2 separate regions of the Mus musculus genome follow, and region 1 is linked to region 2. The links are chromatin contacts, called in public HiChIP or PLAC-seq maps. All regions are on one chromosome and are shown on one strand. Each heading gives the region's core, a stretch centred on a gene start, on an enhancer-like site or on the middle of the called end of the contact. The rest is flanking DNA. Distances are from core to core; before and after follow the strand shown. Region 1 has its middle 70 kb from the start of Gm40909. Region 2 overlaps Slc22a23 (solute carrier family 22, member 23).

What was found. HiChIP or PLAC-seq counts read pairs in DNA pulled down with a chosen protein or histone mark.
Region 1: an H3K4me3 HiChIP or PLAC-seq map of embryonic basal ganglia shows a contact between it and region 2, with 2.4 times the contacts expected there. The contact joins two enhancer-like sites.

Annotation. Positions count from the first base shown.
Region 1 is chr13:34,574,045-34,579,337 of GRCm38.p6, reverse strand. No RefSeq gene overlaps it. Among named protein-coding and RNA genes, the nearest start is that of Gm40909, 70 kb to the right of the region's middle. Within about 2 kb of position 3,212, at least 38 of the 459 cell types and tissues checked have an H3K27ac peak or open chromatin away from gene starts, as enhancers often do. A contact at or near this core is called in embryonic basal ganglia, where this site is marked.
Region 2 is chr13:34,246,240-34,251,277 of GRCm38.p6, reverse strand. The region is part of intron 3 of Slc22a23 (solute carrier family 22, member 23); the gene reads left to right. Among named protein-coding and RNA genes, the nearest start is that of Gm52037, 51 kb to the right of the region's middle. Within about 2 kb of position 1,802, at least 118 of the 459 cell types and tissues checked have an H3K27ac peak or open chromatin away from gene starts, as enhancers often do. A contact at or near this core is called in embryonic basal ganglia, where this site is marked.

The DNA.
Region 1 (5,293 bases), core at 1,963-4,462, 330 kb before region 2:
GGATGCTCACAGTCATCTTATAGGATGGAACACATGGCCCCCAATATAGAAGCTAGAGAAAGTACCCAAGAGCTAAAGGGGTCTGCAACCCTATAGGTGGAACAACAATATGAACTAACCAGTACCCCCAGAGCTCATGTATCATTGGGAAGAGAGGCCCCTTGGTCTTGCAAGCTTTATATGCCTCAGTACAGGGGAATGCCAGGGCCAAGAATTGGGGGTGGTGGTGGGGAGGGTAGGGGAGCCGGGGGAGGGTATAGGGAACGTTTGGGATAGCATTTGAAATGTAAGTAAAGAAAATATCTAATTATAATAAAAAAAATCAGGTTCCCAAAGGTGTATGGACTTACTTCTTGGTCTTCAATTAGATCCCATTGATCAACGTGTCTGTTTCTGTGCCAATATCTTGATGATTTTGTTACAATTGCTTATAGTACAATTTGAGATCAGGCATGGTGATACCTTCAGAAATTCTTTCATTATTCAAGATTATTTATTTAGATATCCTGGTTTTTAAAAGTGCATTTCCTTATGAAGTTGAAAATATCCTTTCACAATCTTTGAAGAATTGTGTTTGAACTTTGATGGGATTGCATTAAATCTGCAGACCACTTTTGGTAGGATGACCTTTTTTTTTTAACAGTTTTTCGAGACAGGGTTTCTTTGTATAGCCCTGGCTGTCCTGGAACTCACTTTATAGACCAGACTGGCCTCAAACTCAGAAATCTGCCTGCTTCTGCCTCCTGAGTGCTGGGATTAAAGGTGTTTGCCACCACGCCTGGCTAACCTTTTGACTATAACAAGCCTACCAATCCATGAGCACAAGAGAGCTTTTTCTGTTATCCTTTCTATTTCTTTTTTAAAACCTCTTAAAACTTTTAGCATACAAGCCTTTCCCTTGCTTGGCTATTGTGAAAGGTGATGTTTCCCTTATTTTTCCTCCCAATCCATTTGCCGGTTGTATATAGGAAGGCTACTGATTTGTGCATATTAATTTTGTGTCCATGCAGGGAACCATGGAGTTGGCTTGGCCTAGCTGCTTTGAGAGGCATGTGTCATAGATTTTTTTAGGTTAGAGTATATGGCTCCTAGGGAATTCCAGTTCCTAAGAGACCAACATGTTTCCCCAGGTGAAGCCTTTAGGCCCCTTTGTATTTCTCTGTATGTTCCCTTAGTAGTCAAGGGAGCATGGAATCTTGATAGGACAACTGGTCTTAGACATTTATATTGTATAGCCTCTGTTGTTTGCAAATATCCTTATATTCTGGAAACTACAGCTGTATTGATCCTGGCAATTGCCATTATATTCTATTTCATATAAAGGTAGAAAATGTCTGATTGCTCTTAATAAAATTGTCACAGCCTCAGTTTTTCTGGGGATCCTCCAACAGGGACTGGTTTAATTCCTTGTGGCCAGGTAACAGGATAACCTTAGCCTGGTAAATAAGTGTGGGTGCTTCCACATCCCGATACTTTGTTGAAAGTGTTTATCAGCTGTAGGAGTTTTCTGGTAGAATTTTCAGGGTCACTTGTGTATACAATCACATCATCTGCAAATAAAATTTTGATTTCTTCCTATTTGTATCCCTGTGATCTCCTTCAGTTGTCTTATTGCTCCAGCAAAGACTTCTAGTACTACAATTGAATAGGAATGAAGGAAGTGGGCAATCTTATCTCATTCCAGATTTTAGTGAGTTTGTCTCCATTTAGGTTTATGTCTCCATTTCGGCTATAAGTTTGTGTTTTTATTTTAACACATGTCCCTAGTTCTCTAATCTCTCCAGGACTTTTATCATGTAGGGGTGTTGGATTTTGTTAAAGGCCTTTTCTGTGTCTGATGAGATGATCATGTGGCTTTTATTTTTCATTCTATGTATATGGTACATTGCATTTATCAATTTACATTTGTTGAACCATCTCTGTATCTCTAGAATGAAGCCTACTTGATCGAGGTGGATGATCTTTTCGCTGTATTGTTGGATTTGATTTAAAATATTTTATAGAGAATTTTCACATTTATGTTCATAAGGAAAATTCAGCTGTAATTGTCTTTCTTTGTTGGGTCTTTAGGTGGCTTAGGTGTCTGGGTAGCAGTGACTTTGTAAGAAGAACTGGGCAATGTTTCCATACTTTTAAAACAACCTTCAAAGTACACAAAGCAATAAAGGACAAAAGTCACAATAGAATCAATCAACTGTCAGGGATAGCTGGAAGTTTTAATGAGCATGTCAGGCAGTGTTAGTCATCCTTGTTCATTTTGTTTTCCTGATGCAGGCTGTATGTTGCTATATAACCCAGGCTAGCCCCCAAATCATGATCTTCCTCCCTCAACTTAGCAGAAATGCTGGGATTACTGGTTTATATCACCAATCCTGAATAGCTGCCTTCTTACTTACTTGATAACAGAACTTTGGAAGGAGCAAGAGAATCAATTGCTCCAGGAAAGTCTTGAGCTGATATGTGGAAGAGGTTTCTATGTAGGTTTGCTAAAACTGTCAAATACCCATTCATTGTAAGAGTATTTTGTAATGAACTGGTTTCACATGGATGGTTCAATCCCTGTTCTTTCTTTCAATATGGATGAACAAGCAGAAAGTGTTGGGAGGGCTGCTCTGAGGTTGCTTATGTCTTTCAGGGCATGCAGTCTTCCATTTGAAAGCCCCGAAATACATGATTGGCATCATCAAAGCCACTTTGGGGCAAAGATCAAGGGCAAGTGGCCATGACTCTAAGAGTGTCCCTGACTTAGCTGAAGCCTCATTGCACAGTAACCAGTGAGCCAAATAATTTTTGGACAGCTAATCTAGGGCCAATTCCTTCTCATATCTCCGCATGCCAAGTTCTGCCTTCTATGTTCCACTCTTATATTTACCCACCACACCCAGTTTCATATTCAAATTTATGAAATAATAATATTCTGTGAATGTTTAAAAGTATTTTCTGGTAAGATTGGAAGATTTTAAAACATTTCTATTGAGTTGAAATAAAGCCATACATAATTTCTTAGCCATACATAACATCTTGGGGGGGCTCTCCTTTGGGGTCTTATTGAATAATTTAAAATTTATCAGGTTCATTTGCACAAGCAAAGATAATTTTTTTTGTTCTTTGTTTCAAATCTCTTCAATTTTACTCTTCACATTGCCTTTGTGCTTGAGGGAAATTTACCTCTGAGCTGTTGCCATGGTAACCAGGCAGCTGCCTTAGTGGAACAAATCTATGACATGCAAATAAGCAAATGGGGGTGAATGTGATGTACAGTGACGATATTCACCCTGTCTCTTATCAGCAATGTGTCACATTAAAAGCCATTGTGATATTTTTAAAAGACCCTGTCAGATTTAGTCACATGAAGTCTCCATTCATACAGAAAACATTTGAATCAAGTGCTATGGCTGAATGACACATGCACTCATAGTCAATTTTTCTGTTAGCTATTCTTTAAGCTGGCCCTATCCTGGCACCCACATTGCATGCTACCCCTTCTTCATTTCTATTTGGGTTTGTCTTTGTGACCAGTCCTAACAATTGGACATCCCTTCCAGGGTTAAATTGTTAAAAAGCCCACGGTGTCTATCTTTCAGTTCACACTCTATGAGAAGCTAGATGTGTGCCATAATGACTCTTCATGTAACAATATACTAAAGTCTCTGGCACAAAAGTCTGTGAAGACCTGAGGATTCCAGCTGTGGTTTAAGTGAGCTTGGCAGCAGATCTTCTAGCTGGCCATCTGTTTAACTTCAGCTTCCTTAGCAACACTGAGCCAGAGCCACTCTATAACCAAACTGCCTTAGGATCCTGACACTCAGAAAGCAGGAGATAAGAAATGCTCTTGTTTATTAAGTTGCTAATGTGTGTGGGAGTAATTTGTTATGCAGCAAGTAACGTAATATTCACTTTGTTCAGGAGATCTCCCTAGCTCTCACTGTGCTATTTCCCTGTCATCAACCTTGTGTCTCCTTGAGTTTTGACTTGGCTTGCTTGGTCTTGGCTTGCCTGGCACAGGGCACATGCTCATTAACCATGTCCTGAGTGGCTGGCTTGTGTGTCATTGTAGGATCAGATCCAGTGAGAGCAGAAAACACAGTCCATGTGGCTAACTCCCCTGAGCTTGCATCAGGCCCTTTCAAGAGGGAGGGAGGGAGGGAGGGAGGGAGGGAGGGAGGGAGGGAGGGAGGGAGGGAGGGAGGGAGGGAAATGTTCTAGGCCAGCCTGGATAACCTCGAAAGATTTCATGAAATAAAGCTGATGTTATTTTATGTGCAAGGTCCTACAGGCAACCCTCAGTAACACACACACACACACACACACACACGGTTTGGTGGAGATAAGTTCCTTGAATTCATTTACTTAATTTACCTTTTAATCCTGTTAAAGGTCCAGTCACTTCATGGAAGTGAAATTTTCTTGCTTTCCCCCCCCTCTCAATCCACAAAGATCCAATGTGATATCCAGCATAGCTACCTCTCCTCTCAGGTTCCCTAGATCACCCTGTCAGGGGGCAGTGGGTGAATGCCCAGGCTTAGACCCACCATTGGCTTCAGGCCAAGCATCCTACAACCATCAAATGCCTAGGCAAAGACTAGGCATATGATGGAGAGAAATCTCTGAAACACTGATGTAAGACCTCCTTCAGGCCAATAGGAGGGACCGTGGTAAGACCTGATTGTACAGAATAGTGTGAAATGGACACCTGTTTGTGGAGTCCAGATCCTGCTAGGACTGTGGTTCCAACTAGGTTCCAACAGTTTTCCACCCCTCTAGGATACTAGGCATGTAGGTGACACACAAACATACATGCAGGCAAACCACTGTTGTGTAATGGTTTCCTGAGTGTCCCAGATCCTAACAGATTGATTTCTGGCCCATCCAATGGCATAAGTTTTTTGTTTTTTTTTTTTTAAGAGAAGATGTTGAAAGAAAGGAAGACAGAGAGAGAGAGACAGAGAGAGAGACAGAGAGAGAGAGAGAGAGAGAGAGAGAGAGAGAGAGAGAGAGAGGAGGAAGGAATAAAAAAGAAAGGAAAAGGATGAAAAAAAGGAAGAAAGGAAAGAAAGGAAAAAGAAAAGAAAAAAGGCTTGCTTGCCTTAAAATTTAAACAAAATAATAGAGAAACAGAGAAACCTGTCTTTCAGAAATGTTTTATTTTTATTTATTTGAATCATGTGTATGTCTCTGTGTGGTTTTGTGTGTGTGAATGCAGATTTTCTAATTTCTGGAGCTATAGTTCTAGGTGGCTTTGAATCACCCAGTGCAGGTGCTGGGATCTGAACTCAGGTCCTCTACAAAAGCA
Region 2 (5,038 bases), core at 553-3,052:
TTTACTGTCTGCTCTTCAAAATCTCCAGGAATGGCCAGGCAGTGATGACACACGACTTTAATCTCAGCACTTGGGAGGCAGAGGCAGGTGGATCTCTGAATTTGAAGTCAGAGTTCTACAGTGTTCTACAAAGCAAGTTCCAGGGCAGCCAGAGCTGCACAGAGAAACCCTATCAAAGAGAGACAGACAGAGAGAGAGAGAGAGAGACAGAGACAGAGACAGAGACAGAGAGAGAGAGAGAGAGATCTCCAGAAATGAAGGATTCTTTTTCTTAAATTCTGAGGCAGCCAATTGTCATGTGTAGTTTAGACTAAGTTGAGCACTAGCTAGTCTTAAACTCATGAACTGTGGTATTTGTCAATATTTGCATAGTAGTTATATTTACTTCCTACTTTTAAGTCCTTAAGACTTCCCACCTTATTCATCAGTTCTGTTGGAACATGGCTGATAGCCAGAGGGTCTGTGAATGACAGGAAGGTTCTTGGGTCTGTGAGACAGGCTCTCAGATGTAATGGAAATGTTACAGCCATCTGATCCCCTTCCAGATGTGTGCAACCCCCCCACACACACACACACATTTATGCAGATGTCATATGGAGGTATTCCCACCTGCTGCTCTAGCTGTTTCATTGTGTGTTTTTCCTTCTTGGCAAAAATCCCACACTTGGATTAAGGTCAGTTTGCAATCCCTTTTTTATTTTTGAACACCGGTAAGTCACACTAAGTCTCGGGCACTAAAGAAGTCTGGACATTTTCATAGGAGGTAAGAACATGACTTATAGACTCTCATGGTTCCGTTTCCCATGAGCCAGGTGAGTCCCAAATAACAAGTTCCTGATTGTCAGATGGGAAAATGAGAGTAAGGTGGAGATCATGAAGCTTGGAGAAATTGAACCTTTAAAGCAGGTGTCCTTAGTAAACATACCAGAGCAGCTGAGACTCAGGGTACACACACACACACACACACACACACACACTCTCTCTCACCCTCTCATTCTCTGTATATGTGTGTGTTCGTGTGCACTCCTAAACCATGTTTGTATTTATATTTATGTATTTCATGTGTGCCCTTATGTATCTGTGTGTGTGTGCAGATTCCCCAGTCAGTATCAGGACAAGAGACTTTATGTGTCTTCTAGAACGGTGGTTCTCTAGCTGTGGGTCACAAGCCCTTTGACAGCCCTCTATCTCCAAAAGTACATTTACATTACAGCTCTTAACAGCAGTCAAATTGCATTTATAAAGTAGCAATGAAAATAATGTTATGGTCGGGGGCCATCACCACATGAGGACCTGTATTCAAGGGTTGCACTTCTGTAGGACAAGCTCCTCTTTTCCTCACTGTTCTCTTGTGTCCTCCTGTTCTGATGTGCCTGGGATTCCTAGACTCTATAGAAGGGAGACAACAGGGTACTTCGACCTTGACTCTAATTACAGAGAGGAGCAGTTTTGCCAGTTGGGCTTCGGGCCACTATGTCCCTTGGGCATTGTTCTCTCTTGCCCTGCTTGGCTTGTCCACAGGAGGCTCTCTGGCATCCTCAAGATGCTTCTACCATCTATACTGTGTGGCCCAGGCCTTGACATCATTTCCTTCCATCCTGCTCATCTAGGGACATGCATCTCTGTCACAAATGTGTTACAACCTGCGTCTCCTGGTTATCCCCAGGGAAGCAACAAGTCTCCTTGGTGACCGTATCGGTGACAAGTAGTAGGAATGTGGCATCCGTAAGGCCCTCTGGCTTTCTTGGCATGGTGTCGGGTAGGGAGGAGACAGGGAGGAGATCCACTGTGGCTCCTGAAGTGCGCCCATCTGAGGCAGAGCCAAAAAGGGTGAAGGCTAGAGAGGTTTCCAGAGCAGCAGGGAGGGAGGAGGGCTAGGGAATGACAGAAAGGGCCTTTCATCCAGACTCTGTGCCTATACGCTGGGTTTTTGTCGGCCTAGTGCTGTGCACAGCCTGGCATTCTCTGGACACAGCCCTGGGGTGCCCAGCTCATCACCCCAGCCCCATAAAATCATGGCATGTGCCTTTCTGCCAACACTAGTGGATAACACGAGATTCCCTTTCCCCTTCCCCCCCTCTCTTCTTTTTCCACCCAAGGAGGTTAAATCACCAGGCGCTTTCTTTCCACAGTCCTCAGATTACACTGGACAAAGAGCCCCGACTAGAATGCTAATGGGGAGCTTTCTTTTCCATCAAGGGGGCCTTACAAAGGCTGGGGCTAGAGGGCCTCTCCAGCCCTCACTTTCTTTCCTGTAATTCTAGACAAATAGCATTAGCCTTTTATGAGGCCTTTGTCTGCAGGCATTCCGAGGGTACTTTTCATCTGACGCTGCTTTCTTGAATTTTAAATGGACAGTGTTCAAATCGCCCAGCCTGGCGTTACTTCTGGTAGCGAAAATGCAGGCTCCCAGCCATCAGTTGGTAAATTTAAAAAGGGATGGTTTTAGAGAACACATCTTTCTCTCCCGCCACAAATTAAATGCCTCAAAAGGAGAACAGCATTAAAAATTAAAATGCTCTTTGATGGTCCTAGATTGTTCCCCCTCTCAGTACAGACAGGGGGGTCTTCTTGCCTTCTCCCTTGCTGCCCCCATGTTCCATTTGGGCCGTCTCTGATGTGGTTTGGGGCGTCCTTTTTTCTGGGAGTCATGTCTTTTAACAAAACCACTGTTTGCGTTTCTAAAAATAACATTACTGACTTTTCTGACAGAAGTCTGAAGCACATGACAAGAACACCCCATTCTGAATCCTGTTTTACAAATTGGTCAGATGGTCCATTCCACAGCCTTTGGGGCAGGTGTTGTCACCTCTATAAAAGGCTAGAACAGAAACATTGCAGCTGTGGGGAGCCTGCTACCGCAGCTCAGTAACTCCCTTCCTTATAGCCCAGAATGACCTTAAATTCAAATCCTCCCGCCTCATCTTCTCACATGCACTGCTGTTCAGATGCAATAGCAGCCGGGACAGTCTGGAATGAAGCTAAAAGCTGTGTTCGTTCTAACAAAGCATTGTTTGTGAGGGCTAAAATCTTAATTCCATACAAGCTTCACAGCCCTTTAAAAGTGTCATGTCATTCTTAGCGCCAAGCTGGCCATGAATTGTACAAAAACAGGGCAGGGGGCAGGGGGCAGGGGTCGTTTCCTTAAGTTTCTGACCCTTCTTGACAGCAAGGTTATACAGCAGTCAGTCTACAACACATCCCAGAAGATTAAGGTTAGAGTCCACTTGATGCTTCTTGTTCGGTGTTTAAAAAACAAAAGCATTCCATGCATTGCACATAATACAGATTAAGAGTTTAATGAAGATGCACACGTGTGCCTGTGTCTCCAGTCACGATTATCATCTAGTGTCTGGAAAGAATCTTGCATCTGTGATGCTACCTCTTCCTCCGGATTGTTGAACACAGGCTTAGAAGTCTACGAAGAGTTAACACTCCCTGGTGGTGATCATCTCCATCATGTGATGGAGGAGTTAAAACCCCAGTATGGGTCCCTTCTTCAAAGGTTGTATGGGAGAGCATTAGAAGCAACAAACCTGTCCTCGTAAAGCATGCTAGAGTTCTTCCCACTTTCCCATTCAACTCATTTCTAAGTTGTTTCAAGAATTTCTCTTCTCCCCTCTCCCTTTCTATCTCCCCATACAGTGTGATATTTAAACTACTTGGTTGGTTGAATATTCAATATTCTCTGACAAACAGAAGCACAATGATATGTAGGAAGAGAGATGATGCATCCTAATATAATAAAAACAGCTTATACCAACATTGACAGGCTAACTACCAGCCAGGCTCTGAAGAGGTGCCGGGAGAGGAAAGAAAGGATATTCCTACCCTGTTTAGCACCTGCAGGGATACACTACAGATGATTCACATCAAAGAGAGAATACCCCAAATGCCAGGGGCCACAGGGCTGCCGTGTAGCTTCAGACCTGTGTTTTGATAGAAGAGTTGAGTCATTCCTTGGACTAGATTTAGACAGGAGAGGGAAATGCATTCAGGATTCCCACTAGCCAGTTCTGTGCTATTCAAGGCTTAGGGGACAAAACCCACCAGCACAGAGAACTGGGTGGGGAAAGATGACAGGTGGGAGAAGAGGCCAGAGGAAATCTTCCGTCTCCTAAGTTCTTGGGTAGAAAGCCCTGCTGTCCTTACAGCCAAGGCAGGAAACGTCATCCTTCCTTATTGACCTGCTCAGAGGAGACCTGGTGACTTTCATGTTTACCCAGGGGGAGCAGTTGTTTACTTTCCAGCGGGATAATGAGAGATTGGCTTCTATTTCTAGCCAGGTGATGAGGTTGGAGGAAGCAAGTGGAAGGGAAGAGGATCAGTTGGCTTCCCTCTGGAACAAGGATGCAAACCTTAGATAGTCAACTCCTGCCTCACCCTGGCTCTAGGTATGGGGACTTTTGGTCTGTAGCTCCTTGGGGAAAGGGCTGTCTCTTCATGATCAGGTGAAGACCCTTCCTGGGATACTAAATGACCTTTCCTGTGTGTGTGTGTGTGTGTGTGTGTGTGTGTGTGTGTGTGTGTGTGTGTGTATTTGGTCATCTCCTGGTTGGATCAGAGAAGTGAGTGTTGACTCACTGAGGCCCATGACCTCAGACAGGACCTACTGTGCCCTGCTATAAGACTAGACTCTCAGTGGAGAAGAGAACTACCAAGGAGACACAGTAGGTTTGCTCCTGAAAAGACTGTCTTAACTAAAATGTATCTGGTTAGTTGGAAGATGAGAAGACTGTAAGAGACTATTGCAGCTGGCTTAGTAAGAGGGGCAACAGCCCAGATGGGGGGTGGGGGGCAGGAGACTAGGAGGAGGAGAAAGAATAAGCAAGGTCTGGAGAGATAGGATCAGGAGAATAAAAGTAGGCTTGAGAAGAATCACAAGTGTCCCATAAGTATGAGGACTGAGTGGAGGGGCTCTTGTCCAAGAGAGGGACAGACAAGAGAGCAGCCCAGGAGACCCAGACAGACCCAAGCCATCTAAACAGAGGGCCAAGAGATCTGAAGAAAGCTTGACGTCCAGAAGACCCAGATAGAG